Linked DNA regions of Mus musculus: region 1 is linked to region 2. A link is a contact called in public Hi-C data. All regions are on one chromosome and are shown on one strand. The core of a region is the stretch at or near the end of the contact, and the rest is flanking DNA. Distances in the headings are between cores, read along the strand shown. Region 1 holds the start of Magel2 (melanoma antigen, family L, 2). Region 2 has its middle 6.4 kb from the start of Mir344i.

Evidence for each region. A called contact is a pair of places that touch in the nucleus more often than the background predicts.
Region 1: a contact with region 2 is called in a Hi-C map of neural progenitor cells, with 4 times the contacts expected there. The contact joins the promoter of Magel2 here to the enhancer-like site in region 2. A contact is called at or near these places in 6 of 39 promoter capture datasets (cranial neural crest, embryonic stem cells, hippocampal neurons and 2 more), 1 of 15 datasets of contacts at CTCF or cohesin (pro-B cells), 5 of 484 Hi-C or Micro-C datasets (the AtT-20 cell line, embryonic stem cells, liver and 2 more), 1 of 115 datasets of contacts at active chromatin or transcription factors (embryonic forebrain) and 1 of 9 other capture datasets (embryonic stem cells).

Annotation. Positions count from the first base shown.
Region 1 is chr7:62,375,666-62,378,365 of GRCm38.p6, forward strand. Magel2 (melanoma antigen, family L, 2) reads left to right here and starts at 1,314. Exons shown (of 1, transcript NM_013779.2): 1 at 1,314-2,700. The coding sequence starts at 1,685. All of the region lies in intron 1 of Gm32061 (predicted gene, 32061), which reads right to left.
Region 2 is chr7:62,077,528-62,080,227 of GRCm38.p6, forward strand. No RefSeq gene overlaps it. Among named protein-coding and RNA genes, the nearest start is that of Mir344i, 6.4 kb to the right of the region's middle. Within about 2 kb of position 1,289, at least 39 of the 459 cell types and tissues checked have an H3K27ac peak or open chromatin away from gene starts, as enhancers often do. A contact at or near this core is called in the AtT-20 cell line, neural progenitor cells and stem cell-derived neural progenitor cells, where this site is marked.

The DNA of each region.
Region 1 (2,700 bases), core at 64-2,563, 300 kb after region 2:
GTCTCTGAAATATGAGCCCCAAATTCTGCCATAATTATTTAACAAACGGTCAGTCATCCTGGGGCATATTTCTTCTTTATGGCCCACCAGTTAAAAACGAACAACAACAACAAAACTATTTAGGAGCATGTGCTGAAGGTATGTTAAGAGTTGGGTACAGCCTTCAACATTCTCTTCTGCCCCCTAGTGGTTTCTTTCCTCACCTTGGACGACTGCCCTAGGCTGCAAACCACTCCTTGTAAAGGAATCATAATGCTAGTTACCGTCTATAAACCACTAAACTTGACCTAAACTGAGATTGCCACTTAATTTTGGGGAGAAAGAATACCAATATGCAGTAATTTTGATGGGTACCTCTTTATTTGTTAACATGGTATATGTCCATTTTTTAGCTGATTTTCCAGAAAACTTTTCTTATACTCTCCATTTTTCTAGAACTAATTTCCAGCACATTGCTTCATTTTTTAATTATTGTTATTTTCAGGATGTCTTTCACACTCTATTGTCTCATCTCACCCACTTTAGAAGTTGATTTTCCCGCGTTTAAACTTCTGCCTCCGTGAATTTCTGTTAATTTACTTCCAAGGTTCCTTTTCTTTCCTCTCTAATTGGCTCGTCTTTTCTCTACCCGATTCTACGATGTAGTCAGTATTCTTCTAGATGAGTTTAGATTTTCCCCCCTCTGAACACACTTTTAAACAATTGTATCCACTACTACTACTATGTTTTGATAAAGAATGGGCAAACTTGATTCTCGGATCCTCGTAATGAATACAGTTATAATAGACCACCTATGTTATCCCTGGGTTGACTGACTCATGTCCTAGCAAATATTCATCAACTCCCCTTACCCTGCATGTGCTTCCTGCCCTTCAGTTACTTGACAGAATAAACTACTCCAGGAAATTCACACACCCGAGACAGATACCTGAATACAGTCATTTTTTTCTACACCTTCGTTAAATTGTAATAGCTGTCTCGAATAGCTCCCCAGTCCCTCTTACGTCAATGTACTTCGTTTCTGAGCTCAGACCACACCACTACCCCCACCTTTGGACATGTTCCATGTTGCTAGTGGTTTATTCCCACTTCATAATGCAGCACAGTGATTTTTTTTGAACCGTAAATCTGTCCCTATCACTTGCCTATATAAACTCTTGCTTAAAGAGTATGAACTAGCTTAGTTGAGGATCTATACCGCAGGAGAAGGGATATTGAGTCAGTCGGGACTTTGGTAGACGCCCCTCTGAACAATCCACTTGTGGTGGTCGGGGGCGGGGAAGGGGCGGGATTGAGCCCCCTCCCCCCTCCTTCTTACTGCGGAGAGCTGCAGAGCCAGCCGACACTCTGTGTGAGCTGCGCTGCGAGCTGTGAGCTGAGAGCTGTGAGCTGCGTGGCGGAGCAAGCCAGGCAGTAGCACTTGGCTGAAAGCTGCGGTGCTAGCCAGGCAGCGCTCGCTGAGAGTTGCGGTGCCAGCCAGGTAGTGCTTGCTGAGAGCTGCTGAGAGAGCCCAGCTGCGCTCGCTGAGAGCTGCGGAGAGAACCGCGGAACACGCCAGTCTGCACCGGCTTCCTATTCAGCCTTCAAGCTGGAGGGGGATCCTGGACAGCCACGTCGGCATGCTCAGCACTGGAAGAAAAAGCGCAGCAACCGGAGACGGGCCACCACCAGTCAAGCAAGGGACATGTCGCAGCTAAGTACGAATCTGGGGGATTCCAGCCCTCCGGAGTCCCCAGTGCCTGCAGTCCATAGCCGCCCTACGGTTCTGATGCGGGCTCCGCCTGCTTCCTCCCGGGCTCCTCCTGTCCCCTGGGATCCACCTCCAGTGGACTTGCAGGCTCCCATGGCTGCTTGGCAGGCTCCTCAACCTGCCTGGGAGGCTCCGGAGGGCCAGCTGCCTGCCCCAGTGGCTCAGCTGGCCCAGCCTCCTGGTCTAGGGGCCCCAATGGTCCAGGCTCCACCGCTCGGAGGGGGGATGGCCAAGCCTCCAACTCCTGGAGTCTTGATGGTCCATCAGCCCCCTCCGGGAGCCCCCATGGCCCAGTCTTCAACTCCGGGAGTCCTGATGCTACATCCTTCTGTCACGGGGGCCCCTTTGGCTCATCCTCCTCCCCCAGGAACCCCGATGACACACCCTCCCGGGACCTCGATGGCGCACCCTCCTCCTCCTCCTCCTCCCCCTCCTCCTCCTCCTCCTCCTGGGACCCCAATGACCCACCCACCTCCTCCTGGGACTCCGATGGGTCACCATCCTCCTCCTGGGAACCCTATGACCCATCCTCCACCGGGGAACCCGATGGTGCATCCTCTCACTCATGGAGCCCCGATGGTCCATGGGGGACCACATGGAACTCCAATGCCGCATGTTCCCATTACGGGGACACCGATAGCCCAGCAGCCAACTCCAGGAGTCCTGATGGCCCAGCAGCTGACACCGGGAGTCCTGATGGTCCAGCCGCCTGCTCCGGGAGCTCCGATGGTCCAGCCACCTCCACAGGCTGCCTTGATGACCCAGCCTGCACCTTCGATTACTCCGATGGCCAAGCCTCCAGGTCCTGGTGTCGTGATGATCCATCCTCCAGGTGCCAGAGGTCCAATCATTCAGACTCCAGTATCAGGAGCACCAATGGCTCAGACAGTGCTGCCCCCTGGGCAGCCTCTGGCCACTTGGGCCCCACAGGGTCAGCCTTTGATCCTACA
Region 2 (2,700 bases), core at 39-2,538:
AAATATAAAAGAAAAAGGATACTTTGAAAGAAATGTTCTTTCTAGGGGTCTATGGGCTTGTTCTTTCTTTCATTGGATTTAAAATAATAGAAGGTACAGAAGAAGAAGAAACAAGTATATTAGCCACAAACCTGCAGCAATACACACCTGGTTTGACATATATACTCTGTGAGAATTTTTAATGATAGTAAGATAGAAATAAAGGAAGATGTCACTGTTAGAGTTCCTTAATCTCTAAGAATGTTATTGAGTATCAGGTAAGAGAATGTCAGGAAAAGATAGCATCTGAAAAACTGAAGCTGCCCAAATGGATAACAGAGCAATAAAAAAATTCTATTTCTCCAGTGGAGTCTCACTGCATATAAGAGTTCTTCTAAATAGTGGGGCTTAACTGGAGATGGTTCCCACAGAAAGCAAACATATACATTTTTGGAGGAATTTTTTCCACATAATGCTTTTTCAGGGATTTTTTTTAAACCTGGCAGTCTACTTGCTTATATTTTATATATTCTGGTATGGTGTTTTTATGGAATTTCCATGAGTGTGGACATGAGTGTCTCCTAAGTGTCCACTACTTTTACTTTGGCTACTTTTCTTCTGTATGTTTGCTTGTTTGTTTTTTAATTTAACACTATGTTGTAGTCATAGTAGACTTAGTAGTCATCATGGTAGTATCATATTTCTGTTTGCATACTAATGAAATAGAGAAAGAAAGAGAATAGATTTGGAAGGATGGATTAGCACAGAGTATCCTAAAGGAGTGGGATGGAAAAACTCAAACAATAATATATTAAAAGGAAATAAATCTACAATAAAATGAACAAATCACAAATGAGGCCTTTCTTGGCAAATGTTTTAGCTCTAAGCTATTTTAGTTTCAAGGTGCCATGGAGAGATGCAATTAAATAGCAATTATTTACATAGTAGGTCATGAAGGGAGTGTAAAAGGCATCAAGTCTCCAGTCATCCAGATATTGAAGGTTAAGATGAATCACCCTTATTTCAGATAAATTTATTAGTGACAGCTGTGTAAAAATGATATATAAGTGGTTAAATTTCTGAAAGATGAAATGAGCACTGAATGACTCTAAGAATAACTGTGTGGAATCCAAATATGCCAGCCCACAGTACTTACACTACATTTCTATTTGCTCTGCCTCCTGTAGCTCCCAGGAGCAGTCTCCCTGCTCTACTGAGCATCATGCAGTCAGGCCCTGGCTAGAGCCTGGACCCAGCTGAAAGCTGGACTCCAGCCAGGAGCCTGACTTGCAAAATCCCTGTGTTTACAGACTTCTATTTGCTCTGTTTGCCTATGATTGGATGTGCTTCCGTAAGAAGAATAGAGCTAGGACCAATCAAGAGAGAGATCTCAAACCAAGAGATGGAAATAAAAAAACCTACTGTATCTAGGGAGATTTAAAGCAACACTCTTGTTTTAACTCTCTCCCCTCTCCCTGTATGCTGCAGCAGAAGCAGAGAAATTGGAAGGAAATGGATAAAATATAATTTAGTCTGGGCTGTGGCTCTAATGAATCCCCCCAAAAAGGCAGCCAGTGGCACCTAGAGGCTGAGAATGTATCTAGCTGCTTGAATCTAGATCCTGGACATTAATGAGAAAGATTCCATTTTGATCTGGACCATTGAGATTCTGATTTTCAGCTGGCAAGAACAGCTTACTGTGTAATCTTTTCATTCTGCCTGTGTCACTTTACTCATGGGTCATTATTACACGTGTGGGCCTTCACCCCTAATTAGAACTTTATTTCTATTACAGTGCCCTGCAATGTGCTGTTTGCATTAAAAAAGAAATGTTGTTTTGAACAATGGTCACACAATATATTCAGTATGTCTGGAGTATTCAAAAGTACCATGACAATCAAGATATCATTTTCTTAAAAAAAAACTGTTAAATTGTGTATAAATTTAATACTTCTTTGTGTTGTTGTTTGCGTATGTGTGTGGTATATTGGGGGTGTACATGGTGCACACACGTGTAGTTTTTGATGACAGACAGAAGGGCATAGAGTTGTTCATGGACTATGGCAGCCAGAGGGTGAACTCTGCTATTGCTTCTCTTGTGCCTCCATTTAAAATAAAAAGACTGTCTGATGTGGCCTCAATGAGAGAAGACTAAACAAACCCTTGAGAGACTTGACGCCCCATGGAATGGGGACATCTGGAAGGGTATGGGGGTTTTATTGGTGGTGAGGACATCCTCTTGAAGACAGGGGAGGACAAGTGGGATGAAGAACTGTCAGAAGACAGAGTGGGAGGGGAAAAGTGACTGGACTACAAAAAAAAGATAACAAAATAAAGGAAAAATACTACAGGAACAGGGAAGTAAACATAATCCCATGGGGTGGGAACATGGGGTCCTGATCCTACTCCACAGAAAACCAGGTGATTATAGACAGAAGGAAAGCTGACTGCACTACCAGCAATGCTTGTGATGGGGATGAAAGAAAGGCCAGGAATGGCTGGGCTGGTCTACCTATAAACCTGGGCAGTTCCAAGTTATACATGCCACAGGCAGACTCTTCTATCTCCCTTTGTAGCCTGGGTTCATCAGTGTCTCAGACCCTGGGAGTGGGTTGTCCTTCTCCTGTATTACCACAGCATGACATTGTTTTCCCATACTGGTCTTTTGAACAAGTAATAAAGTGTACCACACACATTTAACCTGGTCAATTGCACGAGGAC